2 separate regions of the Ovis aries genome follow, and region 1 is linked to region 2. A link is a contact called in public Hi-C data. All regions are on one chromosome and are shown on one strand. Each heading gives the region's core, a stretch centred on a gene start, on an enhancer-like site or on the middle of the called end of the contact. The rest is flanking DNA. Distances are from core to core; before and after follow the strand shown. Region 1 overlaps MLLT10 (MLLT10 histone lysine methyltransferase DOT1L cofactor). Region 2 has its middle 28 kb from the start of SKIDA1.

Region 1 (6,845 bases), core at 3,324-5,823, 230 kb after region 2:
ATTTGAGTGCTTACTGTGTGTCGTGCATTCTTCTCAGCCCTTCTATACCTCAACTTAATTTCTCATAATATTCTTAGGAGGTAGTTACTATTTCATATCTCCATTTTTACAGATGGAGCTTAAAGACAGAGCTTTAGTGCCCCACCAAAGCAAGGTGGGATAGGTGGGCTTATGGCAGATATAGTGATAGATAATGAAAAGTTTTTCCTTGTAAGAGTATACATGAAGTAGGAGTATTTAAAATAATACTGCTTAGTGAGCTGATATTTTGGAAGAATGCAATTTAAAATCAGGAATTAGAGTTGGAAAGTTTGAAGAGGAAGCTACTGTGTTTTAGAGCTTGTTTGCATGATTTGACTTTAATGTTTATTGACAGGTTAATTGTGCATTTTTAAAAAATGCTTGCTCTTCCTATATGATTCAAGCATGAAGTTCCATATTCACCTCTAGATGATGTATTGCTATGATACTTTTCAAAGGTGAAATTTTGATAGGTACTAATTTCAGTACTAATTTTACTTCTTTATACTTTATCATTCTGCCTTTACCAACAGTGGGGAGGGGGAAAAAACTATCAATACTCACTTTTAAGTCTGACATTCAGATAATTGAATAGATTTAGCCTGATTTTTTTCCCCCTCCACAACTAACTCCTTTAGAATGAGCCAGGTGCCTAGGAATTTGATAGATTCACTTCACTCTACAACTACAATCCTTTTAAAAATTTCTCTGTGGTCATAAGCAGACATTTGAAATATAAGAGGTGAACTATTAATAGGAAATTTCAAGCTGAAATGTAATTTTAATCTTATTAATATTTTAATAGGGTATGTCAGTCTACTTAGGATTCTTTGATTTTGAGTGTAAATACTACCTTGGTAGTGGCTTACATGTCTTTCTAGATACTTAGCATAGCATAGTAGTCTAAATTTGCTAAGGGTATTCTCTTTCTTGGGTGAAAAAGTGAAAGTCACTTAGTCGTGTCTGCCCTTTGGCAACCATTCCCTTCTCCAGGGGATCGTCACGACCCAAGGGTTGAACCCAGGTCTCCTTGGATACCTAAGCATATTTTGCTTCAGTGTGACTTAGATTTACCTCAGTAATTATTAAGTTTACTTCTGCTTTACCTTGCTTTGGGTTCATTTTGTAAAATAATTATTACACTTACTAAGACTGTTACTAGGATTTTGGAATAGGTATAGTATAACATCTTGCGTGTAAATGGTTCCTTCTTGGGGAGAGAAAAAACCCAAGATCATATATTTGGAAGTGAATCTTGACTAACACCTCTTTTTACATTTTGAGTACATTACTTCATTTCGTCAAAATACTATAAAGCCAAGTAACCAGTTTTTTGCAATCATATTCTTTTTTGTTTTAGCGTTTTATTTTGAAATAATTTTAGGTGTATGGAAAAGTTGCAGGAACAGTGCAGAGTTCATGTGTATTATGGATACTTTCACTCAGCCTCCCCAGTGTTTTAACAGCTTATATTCTTTATAGTGCCAACAGGCTCAAGAACGTATTTGCCCACAGTAGACATTCTCCTTTCCAGGGCAAGATAGAATTGAAATACCATAAGGTGTGTACTTACTTCCAAAAACAAGTAGCACTTTCTTTTTTGTGGGTAATTGAAGTATAGTTGATTTACAGTGTTGATTTAATTTCAGGTATACAGCAGAATGATTCAGTTGTGGTATGTGTGTGTATATAATCTTTTTCAGATTCTTTCCGCTTATAGATTACTTCAAAATACTGAGTGAAGCTCCCTGTGCCTCACAGTATGTCCTTGTTGGTAATCTATTTTATATATAGTAATATGTGTATGTTAACACTAGTTTATCCCCCTCCCCTCCCCCTTTCTCCTCTGGTAACCATAAATTTATTTCTATGTCTGTGGCTATATCTTTGTTTTGTATGTGAGTTCATTTGTATCTTTTTTTTTTTTTTTTTTGATTCCACATATAAATGATACCAATTCCCTTGTGGTTCAGACAGTAAAGAATCTGACTATAATGCAGGGGACCCAGGTTTGATCCCTGGGTCAGAAAGATCCCCTGGAGAAGGCAATGGTATCCACTCCAGTATTCTTGCCTGGAGAATTCCATGGACATATGAACCTGGTGGGCTGTGGTCCATGGGGTCCCATAGAGTTGAACATGACTGAGCAGACTAACACATAAGCAATATCATAGGATATTTGTCTTTGTCTAGCTTTATTTCACGTAGTATGGTAATCTCAAGATGCATCCACGTTTCTGCAAATGGCATTATTTAATTCTTTTTTATGACTAAGTAGTAGTCCATTCATCTGTTGACAGACATTTACATTGCTTCCTTGTAAATAGTGCCGCTGTGAACATTGGGATGCATGTGTCTTTTCAAATTATGGTTTTCTCCAGATATATGCCCAGGAGTGGGATTGCTGAATCATATGACAGCTCTGTTTTTCATTTTTAAAGATCTGTACTTTTCTCCACGTGGCTGTACCAATTTATATTCCCCCATCAGTGTAGGTTGTCTCTTTTACTTTTCCTTCTTTATTGCTACTAAAAGTTGTAGAATCTTTTAGCTAAAATGTTGGGAGTCTCTTTGCTCCAAGTTTCCTGCAGAGTTATCAACATTTTCCAGCAGTAACCTTTGTAAATATCATTTCAGAAATGTTGGCCTGTGTCAGACATTTGTAGAGTCTTTGCTAGCTCATATTACCTGCTAAAAATGATGGTAATGACTTGAATTTAATGTAGAGTGGTTTAGGTGCTCTCATATACCACAAAACCCTAGATGGTAAAAATTAGTAATTTTCAGTCTCTCTTGGAAATTCCTTACTTAGATAAATACAATAATTTAAAAAACTACCTGGTAGTTTTTAAACATTAAAAAAATTGAGGGAAATTTATCATTCAGGATAATGAATGTATTTCTAATATTTTTATTATTAATTTTACCTTTGCCTACCATCTTTATAAAATCCATACTTTCTTGCTTTGAAATTGTGCTAACGATGATTTATCCTCTTCCTGATGGTAGTCTTTATAGAAATGAGTTACGCTGTGCTGCTTTGCATTTTGAGCCGTTAGTGTAGTGGGTGGAGTGTGTGATTGAAAAAGTATGATGATTTGGAGACTACATCAAGAAATTTGAAGCTAACAGGGATAAATAGAAAGCCCTTGACAGAAGGAACCCTTCCTGAAAGAGAATAGGATCTTTATTCTTATCAAGAGACTAAGGAAGCTCATAAAGCTGATAATTGGAACTGGAAAAGCAGTTTAACTAGTGTGATAATAGTTTGGATTCAGCCAGGGGATGAGTGCACTAGCACAAGAGTCAGAAGGCTGGAGTGCAGGTGTGGCGACCTTTCCTGCCCGTGCTCGGAGCCAGGCCTGGCCAGCACTCGGGAGTGCGCTCCTTCTTGCTCATATTTTTCTCTCTCCTCTCCTGCTGTCAGCTGTTACTTCTTGCTGCCAACAAAGTGTCTCAAGATATTACTTTTTCTCCCTCTTTCTAATTAATTTTCCACTTCTAATCTGTTATATGCTTAGTTGATCTTTTTAGAATTCTGTCTAGAGTAAGAGTAAATTGGCTCTGCAAAGGGCTCTTTTAAGTGTGAGGTGCCCAAGATTTTAAACTGGGTTTCTAGTAACATCTGGTCTTTCTGTTTGTCTCTGGATTTTTCTCATTCTAAGTTATTTTATGAGTAGCTGATTCCCAAGCAGTTAACTTTTGAAGAGGTTAAAAGAAAAGTCTTCCTATCTTTCTGTTGCTGACACATTTTATATATTCTATGCATGGTAAGTGTCTAGTGTGATCTTCAGATTAAAGGGATGACTTAGCTTTTGCTGAGGGCTAATTGATTGTGAAACAGGACTGTATAATCCAAACTACTGACTTTGTATACATAGCTTTAATGAGAAGAAAAATGAATCCCAGAAACTGACCAATTGAACTTAGACATTATAGTATGAACTATGAAATATACCCTTTGAGACAATGGAAAGCAAGGACAGGATTCTATGTCACGGAGACTATTCCTGTGACTTGTAAAGTCTAGTTTTTATGTTGAGTAAGTTGGCTAGAGGCCAAATATTAATGTCAGGGTCTGAGTCTTTCCAGAAGCACAGTTTATTCTCTGTAATATTTTGCTTGTTGTCACTGCTTTGTCGTCTTGGTCTCTTTTGTGCAGTTAAACATGTCAAAATGTTCTACATCTTGTTCTATTGTTAATCAGCTTATTTATATTAAAAACACCTCAATTCTTTGAGATTATTTTCCAGAATTTTGTTCTGCAATAACTACACAATTACTTCATGAAAAAGAAAAATCTACTTTGAAATGTGTGGTTCTGTTAAATCTGAAAAGTATTTCAGACTAGTGATAGCCTTCTGTGAGTTAGCAGTGTTTTGTGTACAAGAGATTTGCTTCCAAAATGCCACATTTTTGAGGTTATAATATTCTTGGAAAGTGGGAGAAAGTATTCACATCAAAGAAGGCATTTTTATTACATTGGATTACGCAAGACTTTGGCCAGCCTCCTTAGCTTCATCTGTTTAAGGGTTCATTTTCGCTTGTTTGGCACAAGTCCCAGTAGAGGCCTTCAGAATTGTGGTTAGCAACATGAATGAATTACAAACTGTGGACCAGCTCTTCAGTTCGCAGAGCTGGCTTACTGCCAAAAAGACAGTGCCTTATATGGGGTCAGGGCAAAGCTGTGATTCGTTGAGCCCTGCATTGTATAGAAAACATACTTGTGATGCCTGTTTGCTTTCTTTTAAAATAAAAACAAAACAAAACAGAAAAAGCAGCAGGCTTCCAAGTCTATCAAAATAGGAAGTAACAAAATAGTGTGCGGGTTTTACTAATGACAGAGTTAAGCAGTGGAGATATGGCTCTGTGTAGTTAAAATACTAAAGGTAGAAGCTGAACCTTTTGACCTCCTCAGGCAGCTTGTGAGGTAAGAGACTGAAGCATTTGTTAGACATCTGTTGTCTCCCTGCCCTTATTTTCTAAACGGTTTAATAAGATTAAATAACTAGTCATATGTTCACATGGTTACCAGGCCACTGGTTTTGGTATCAAATAGATACTTTGAAATTAAATCATAAATAGTTAACTTTGTGCCAGTTGCAGTGCTCCCTCTCTATTTTGAGTTAATGTAACTTTTCAGAAACTGGAATGTTGAAATGGTAAAACAAGAATGAAATTTGCAAAGTCAGGAAGTTCTACTTACATTCTTATGTTGAAGAAAATAGTTGTTGCTAGGTCTTTTAGGAAGGAAAGTATTAAGATATTTTATACAATAATTAATTTGTCTTTGTAATTCTTTTCATTTAGGCAAATACCTTATCTGGATCGTCTCTTAATCAGGCATCATCTCATATGTATGGCAATAGATTAAATTCAACTTCATCAGTGGCAGCTCTTATAGCTCAGTCTGAAAACAATCAAACAGGTAAGGTCTCAAGAATTTTTAAACTCTAAAATTCTGTTCCCCTCCACCAAACTGATTTTTACCCCCCATCAAGCTAATTTCATTTGAAGAATCTAAAGATGTGGTTAATAAATAAAATCTAAAGGGGAGGACTGTGTGTGTGTGTGTACCCCTCCCCTCCCCTTTTAAATGAAAAGAATTACAGTTGGAAGTAAATAGTATGCTGTGCTGCAAAATCTGTGCCTTTTTTTTACTGTCTGAAATGTAAATGTTTAAGCAGAGCCATCAGCAGGCAGGAATGCTAGTGTCTCCTGTGACTTTTGTGATTGATGTGTTCAGTGCTTAGTTCTGTGCAATGAAAGTAGCATAACACTGGGCTTTCTGTGAATAGCCTCAATCTTTATTTGCATAATTCATGAAATTGCATTACACAAACTTGGTTAAAAAAAATCCTGTTAGAGAATCTCTACAGTGTTTAGTAATCCTGTGAATTTTTACCAGTTGACATTTTGTAGCATTTGCCTCTTGTACTGTTTTAATGAGCCACTGGATTTGCTTTGTTTCTTTCCACCCTTAAGGATTTGTTGACATGTCCAAGTAGTCATGCCTGTTTGGGGGAAGGGAATGGGTTTAGCAGTTCACCAAGAATGGATCAGTCATGTCTTTACCCTTCAAGAGTCAAAGGTCACCTGACTCAGAATAAGGGGAGGACGACCTTGAAAGAGGCCAGATAGGGTGATTTTATAAGGAACTCACTGTAGGGGAAATACAAATTATTCTTCAAGCTGAGATATTGGATGTCACCTCAGGAATATCTTTAAAAAATTAATTTCTTTTTGCATACAGAATTCTGTATTCCTACTTGTCTTTGTCCATTTGGTTATTTAGTGTTACGTGTAATGATCCACGTAACATATATATAATTTTAGTTTTGGTGCGTGGCTCTATGTAATGCATACGTATTTTATGATTTGTCTTGGAATGTGAAGTGTTAAAATATACAAAGCATAAGGATTTGCTGTGATAAGCATACAGATTAGCTGTCCACAGCTGTGATTCATTACTTTAACCGTAGAAATTAAAAGTGGCTGAGGGGAGGGTACTGCAAATGGAAACCACGCTTCTGTGCTGTAAAACTGAAAGGAATGAAAGAATGAACATAATCCATGGCCTTCTCCACCCACAAAAAAAACGTGTAGGGACAGCGCCTTACATGCCACACTCCAGCAGTTCTAAGCTAGCAGCATACTAGATCTTCTACTTTTGTAGTAACTGCAAAGATAGTAGTAAAGGTTTTATGTATGTTTTAGGAAAAATCAGGGCCAGGGCTTAAAACCTCTCATCTAGTGAGAGTCACTTTATCAGCTGTGAAATATTTACACTGCAGATCAAGATCTTGGAGACAATAGCCGTAGCC
Region 2 (6,875 bases), core at 1,377-3,876:
AAAGCTCCAACCCTTCTCGACTTTCGCTTGCGGTTTGCAACCCCCGGGGCAGGCGTGACCCTGCGGCACCTGCCAGAGCGAGCTCCTCCGGCGGGGGCCAGACCCGCAGCCTCGGCTCCGCCCGCTGGGGCGGGGCCCCGGGGGGTGGAGCCGAGGCTGGGGGGTCAGGGGAGGCAGGTTCCCACCCGGCAGGTAGACTCCAAGCCCCTGCCCGCACAGCCTCCCCTCCCCGGCGCCCTCCCGGCGCCGGGACCTGAGCTTTCTTCTGAGACTACCCTGGGTGTGCGGAAATCCTGGGACAACCCCTGAGGGACCCCTCTCCAAGATGCGGAGGGGCGAAGAGCAAAGGAAAGAAATTTACTGCTGATGGCACCGGAACCAGAGTTGGCTTGTTCGTTCCCTGCTCGGGGTTTTCCCGGGCTACGTCCCGGCCTCGTAGGCTTTCCCCAGGAATCTCGAGTTCGATGAGGTCACTTGTCCAATAATCAATGAGTTCATACCCACACGCACATCTAGCTAAAACGAAAAGAAAGAAAAACTGCTCTTCTATCCTCTCCACGTTCTTTGCTTTCACCAAATTAACTAGCCCTCCCAGCGAGAGTAAGCTGAAGCCGGGAAGCCGGAGATGCAAAAGGAGGGCCCTATGGGCCCACCGCTCCTCCCCGGCGTCTTGCACCTGCACCTGACCAAGAGTTTGCGGGGTGTGGGCGCTGAATGCGATTCCCAGACCGCCAGGCTCATCCAGAACCCTTGCATCCGGAAGACCCAGGGACAGGCCAACAACCCTCGGCGACCCTTCCCTGCAGGCCTTCTGATTTTAATAAACGAAAATAAAAGTTTGCTTTTAAGTTAAACGCCGTTTTGGTCTTTCAGCCCAGACGCGTGACTTACGCATCCTTTTACACCAGCAGGGAATTATCAATTGTGATTGTCGAAATCGATACCGGGGCATCCGCACACTAGGATCTGCAGATAGTGGGGTCAAGGGATCAAGGAAATAGCAGCAGGAACCATCAGACTCCGACCCTTCTGGACCGCCAGGCCTGCTTCTTGAGGGAGACGCCGCGGGTGGAAGCAAGGTTGCGGAATAGCCGAAAGCGCGGGTGGGGAACGAGGCCCGTTCCACCTTAAGGGTCGGCCCTGCGCGGCGGCTGCGGAGGCGCCCGGCACCTGCAGGAGGCGCTGCTGCCCCGCGGTTCCGCCCTCGCCGCGGCGAGCCGCCTGCCTGGCAGCTCCCGGGCTCCGGTCCCCGGAGTGGGTGGGGACGCTGGGGGAGGAAGGGAGCGAGTGCAGCCGTTAGGTAAGGAACCCGAGCCCTCCCGGATTTGGAAGCGGCCTCTGTGAGGCGTCTGCAGGAGGGAGCTTTCCGTCATTCGGCCGCGAGAGGAAATGTGGCGAGGCGTCCTTCCCTGCCCCCACTGCCTGCCTTCCTGCCTCCCTCCACCTCCGCTCCCCGACCCCGACCGTGCTTCCCAGACCCTTTGTTCTCGAGGTTGGGAGCTGCTGGGTAGGGGGTTCCCGGGGGAAGAGGTTCCCCCTGCGCTACTCGGAGAGGAAGGGACTCTCGCTTCGCCTCCGCCCAGCCCGCCTCAGCCAAGTCCTCCTGGCCCCACGCCCCCTTTCCGCGTCCCAGTGCCTCCTGTCCCGCCTGGAGTCCCCCGGTTCCCGCTTCCAGGCCTTCGCCGTCTGTATACCGGCCTCCCTTTCCACTTCTCGGCCACTCTGAGGTCTCCGAGGAGAGTGGGAGAGGCAGAAGGGAAGGGGAGGAGAAACTACGTCGCCTCCGCTGCGCGGAGAATCCCCGGGGACCCTTTTAGTCCGCATTCCCCCTGCACCCGCCGCAGAGGCAGGGGTTTCCCGGCGCTGCCGCAGGGCGGAGGGGCGGCTCCAGCCGGGAGGCCGCCGGGCCGGCACCCCCACCACGCGGCTGTGTGCCTACGCGCGCGCAACCCAGCCCGCCCGAGCAGTCTGGAGACGGCCCGCGTGACGCGGTCTCACGGTCAGGACCCGAGCCCCCCAAGTGGAGAGACAGAGACACTGTAGTTCGTGCCCCGGCGAGGCGAACTGCAAACAAACGCTTCCTGCTTCCCCCCATCTACTCTCTGGGGCGCCACCCGCATCGCCTGTCCGCCGCGCGCGACCTCGAGGGCTCCCGCGATTGTATCTCCTTCAGTACAGTTACAGCTGCACGCAGCTAATTTCTTACTCGGGCGAAGGCGTCGCGCAGTGGAGCGAGGGGACAGGGCTGCGGGGGGAGGGCAGAAGCCGGGGCGAGAAAGTGAGCGGAGAGGTGAGGGGACGTGGCCGGGCGATTGAGCAGTGCAGGGCCTCCCGGAGTCCCGACTCTGAGCCGAAGAGGCAGGACTGCCGGTGCAGGCCCGCCCGCGGCCCGGCCCAGCGGCCGCAGCCCAGCGTCCGAGCCCTTCACGTCGTAGGCGTTGGAGATGCGCCTTCGCCAGGCAGGAGCCCCGCGCTCTTGCGACTGTAGAATGGGCTCTGCAAGATCCCGGTTACCAAGTAGGTACCCCGCTCCCCGCTCCGCCCGGAGATTGGGAGGCCCGGGGCCACCGGCTGGAGACTTCCCAGAGTCTCCTCCGGCCTCTCGGCGTGACCCTGAACCTTACTGGCTCGTGGAGAGCCGCGCCAGCAGTTCTCTCCGCAGCGGGTTCCCCGGGACACACCCCGTCCCCACCCCCGAGAGCTGGCGGCCAGCTCGGAATGCCAGGCGGCCAGGCGGGCGCCTTGCCAAATTCCGCGTTCCTCTCCAGGAGACGGAGAGTTACGTCCCAGGCTCGGGAAAGCCAGTTAGTTTGGGCTTGAGAGTCGCTTGCAAAAGCCCCCCAAGGCGCCTGGGACGCCTCTGCAGGTTGAATTCCTGCTCCGTATCACTTCAATTTTAATTAATCTTTTAAAACACCGCTGTCACGTCGCTTGCAGAAAATTAATCAAACCTGAATCCTTGTTGCATAGCAAGAATTTCGATCCGAGTCTTTTAAAAAGGACTTGACTTTGCAAAGTCACGTCTTTTACGGTTCCCTCTTCCCCCCTTTAGCAAGGGAAATATTGCAAAAGTCAAGACATGTTTGGTTCTTTCTGTCTTCAGAATGAAACTTTGCTTATTTCTGATCTTTATTTTCTGTCTTTGAACAAAAAATAGCGAGATAAATTGCCTACCTCTGTTAATTCAAAATATAATTACTTTGAATGATCTTTGTTTAAGAGCCCAGATAAACTAAGATAATCTTAATTTTAGTGTGACACGACCCCCATTTTTCCTTGTGAATAATGAGAATAAAGCAGTCATTAATTAATACCAAGATATCTCCATAGAAGATGGTATCTGGTCTTGCTGAGACTCTGAAACATCAGTTGTATTAGTAATTGATACTGTATAATTGAACATGAAGATAGTCGTCTATTTTTAACCTCAAAGCTCAGAGTTTATTTGGTGATTATTGAGCTCCTAATAATTAATTTTTGTTCCTTCTTGCTGCATAAATAATTCTTATGATTCCCAGTTCCCATGCAACAGAGAGGCTTCCCATTAAAATCTACCCCTCAGTATGTAAGATTGTGAACCTATATTGTGCAACAGCCCCTTCTAGGCCATCATTTATAACATATTTGGTCTATCTTTATGTCTTCCTGTTACATTCCCCTACTACTTTGCTGTAGGTTATCTGCTAAAAATTGGGAGAATATAACTGTAACATCTTTTACCACAGTTTCATCTGCCTGTGTTCATCAGTTCTGTTTGATGTATAATACTTAAAACTTCCAATCGTCCACGTTTTTGAGATTTAAGGATAAGTTCCATTGAAGAATCAATGTTTTTTGTAAACTGAAGTTGCCTTAGACTATACTCTCACCTAACACAGAGCCCACACTATCTCACACTTTTCTGTGGTTAAAAATAGACTTTGCTCAAACACATTCCGTTATTCCAACTTGAAGATCAGTTCAGCTCTCAACAATTTCCTGGGTTAAATTTACATTTAACACAACTTTTGACGTTAAAAATGTTCCCCTCCCAGGAAATAGAGAAGCCTTCCAAATAATAATGGAAATTTAGACCCTGCCTTTAAGGTATCTAATTATTTCTCAGCATCAATTTGTTCATGACCCTTGCTTCTTACCCAGTAGAGAAGAATTATTTTTTTTCTCTCACAGATGCATAAAAGCTCCCTATACATTTATTCAGTATGTCTCCCCAAATAAATATAAAATATTTTAAATTGCTTAAAATTCTTAGTACCTACCCTCCCAAACACACGTTGCTTAATTGTCAGTGCTGCTCCTAAAAGTGATGAAAAGAATATCGGTTTTCCAGGTTTATTTCCCCCTTGGAGCAATTAAAACTTTAGGTCAATATATGATGGAGTAATTCTCGTCTCTTGGATTTTATATTTTCCCACTATAATTTAGACTGAAATGGGATTAAAACAGGATCTAGAGTTCTAATCTTGGTTGATGTTTTGGTGTATTCACCGTAATGAGTCCTATTCCCTGGGGTCATGAAGCTCCCAAATGTCAATCAAGCAAACTGATTCAGAAATGCCATTGTTCGACTCCCACGTCACTCGCCTTCCTCTCATTTTATTTAACAATACCGAAGTTCTCTGATCAGTCATTCGGAATATGAGGCATTATCTAGGGAAAATTCTTGATCTTTCTTTGGGAGATACTGTTAAGGGGTTTCTGCAAAGCAGAAAGTGCTTGTTTATATTTCTGTCTTTGGACTGCACTACAGATCGAAAGAACCAATGAATATCGCTTGAAAGAAAATCATACCATAAATCCGTCAAAAATTAATTCGTCCAGTTGAATGTTACATTTCTATTTCCGTGTTGGGAGCGTCCTGCCTTGTCACCGGAAGAGAAGTATGACCGGGTCTGGGTCCAGTTGGCATGCCCCCACTTTCAACCCCGTCTATTTTACCCCATTTAATAACATTAATGTGTTTAGTCTACACTAGTTAACCAAGTATTTGTTTGGGGCGAGAAAGAGCCAACCTTTGCCCTGGGAGCTCTGCGCAGCCCACTCAGACGCATCCCAGAGCCTACGAAACTGGCATTTCCCATCCGCAGCCCTGGGTCATCTGAGCCTGGATCCCAGCTCCGGGACAGTTCCAAAGCCAGAGGTGTTGAGTGTGTTACTGGCTCCGAGCAGCCCAAATTAATGATCAACGTCAGAGAGAGGCTGTGAGCCTTCATCCTGAGTTCCCTTTAGGCGCCCAGTGTGGAGCCCGGCTCCTGCGAGGACTTCCATGGAGGGAGGCAGGCGTGCTGAGACGGTTTCCTGGGAAAAGCCGTCTCTTGCGTCTTTCTCTTAGAGGACTTCGGGTGCGGAGACGCTATCCTGCCCTCTTGTAATGGGTTCTTACACCAGGATTCATCCAAAATCGCGACAACCGCTCTGGCCCTGCCTGCTTGACAAGCATTCATACACAAATGCTCGCGTTGGCGGCTCCCATCTCCAAACGCGCCACCCTCGCTCCCGCAGGTCTCTGCGCACAGTTAGAGCCGAGGTGACAACGGAAGGCGGCAGAGATGGGGACGGGGGTGGAGCGGCTCTCTGGTGGGACATGATCAATCACCTTAAAGCAAAAGGTTCAGAAGTTCCAACCAACCATCCTTTGGAGGGGGAGAGAACCAGCTTCCCGGGGCCTGCTTCTCTGCAGCCGGCGGGTTCCCAGCAGCCGAGCGACACGCTGGGGTCTCGGACGCCCAGACAGGAGCCACTGCCCGGGGACCCCCTCTCCTGCCTGGACGGCTGGCCGGGTTTATAGGGCAGGCCAGGGCAGCTCGGCTCCCACGGAGGACCTGCGCTAGCCCGGGACGGACGCGCTCCCAGCCCGCACCACTCGGAGCGCGCGCTTTTCCCTTTCTCAGCAAGCGGGAAAGGCCTGCGCGCCGAGGCGGGCGGAGCGCGGGCGGCCCGGGAGCAGGGCCTCGGCGGAAACCCGAGCTCCCTGCGACCTGCTCGGCAAGAAGGGGCGGGGAAAAGCGCCAGCGAGCTACCCCGGAGGCAGGCCAAGCGAATTCTTGCGAAAAACCCCCTCTCGAAAACACCAAAACCTTCCAAAAGACGAGGCTCTGCCCCTCCCCCGTCCTGCGGCCTTCCACCCCGTCGGTCCCCTGGTCAGCAGCCGGCCTGGCCCTCACCTGAGACCTTGCCCGGGGCCTCGCCACGTCTCCTCTCCCCCACCCCCGCTTTTAAGCTCCTTCTCCTCCCTGACCTCTCGGAGGCCTCGGCTAGGGTAGCCAGGGTGCTGCAGAGGAAATGAAATTGTTCTGGAGATTACAGTGGGGCTTTTGGCCAGAAGTTTTCCCCCCTTCTTTTTCTCATGCTTCCATGTGAAGTGCAAACTTGTATTTCCCTTACCAAGAATAGACAAATTTCCTCGCTTATTTGCAGTTTTGCAAAGTTCTACACACAGATCAGTGAACCTTAAGCGCCCTTTTTTCAGACTCACATTGTGGAGGTTTGTCAGGGTCCCTGGGCAGTGAGCGTAATGACAGGTGAATCCAGCAGCCCCAGGGGAAGCCAGACCTAACCCCGAAGACTTACAATAGGCTCCCCAGCCAGCTTTAAGCAACAGGTACCTTGGAGCAGGGCACGTTTTTCAGGACCCCTGAGCTTAGGGCCTGGATGCAGAACCTGCTCTTCAGTAACTTGGGCTGGAGCATCCCTACCCAGGGGATACCTTGTCTCCAGATCTCCTCTCCTCATACCAGAGCAGGAATCTCTCACACCCAGCCACCTGCCCAGACACAGCCTAGCCTCAAGTCAACTTCAGCAGGTCCTCATAGCACAAGGCCACTGGTGCTTTCTACTTGCCCTTCTTCCTAACTTGACACTGATGATGAAGAAGA

Evidence for each region. Hi-C and Micro-C count contacts between places; a contact is called where the count stands out from the background.
Region 1: a contact with region 2 is called in a Hi-C map of tail adipose tissue, with 6 times the contacts expected there. The contact joins two enhancer-like sites. A contact is called at or near these places in 12 of 16 Hi-C or Micro-C datasets (blood, hypothalamus, liver and 6 more).

The regions. Positions count from the first base shown.
Region 1 is chr13:22,338,953-22,345,797 of ARS-UI_Ramb_v3.0, forward strand. MLLT10 (MLLT10 histone lysine methyltransferase DOT1L cofactor) reads left to right here. Exons shown (of 21, transcript XM_060397320.1): 13 at 5,332-5,449; 14 at 6,816-6,845. Among named protein-coding and RNA genes, the nearest start is that of MLLT10, 190 kb to the left of the region's middle. Within about 2 kb of position 4,574, at least 12 of the 54 cell types and tissues checked have an H3K27ac peak or open chromatin away from gene starts, as enhancers often do. A contact at or near this core is called in tail adipose tissue, where this site is marked.
Region 2 is chr13:22,108,470-22,115,344 of ARS-UI_Ramb_v3.0, forward strand. No RefSeq gene overlaps it. Among named protein-coding and RNA genes, the nearest start is that of SKIDA1, 28 kb to the right of the region's middle. Within about 2 kb of position 2,627, at least 29 of the 54 cell types and tissues checked have an H3K27ac peak or open chromatin away from gene starts, as enhancers often do. A contact at or near this core is called in tail adipose tissue, where this site is marked.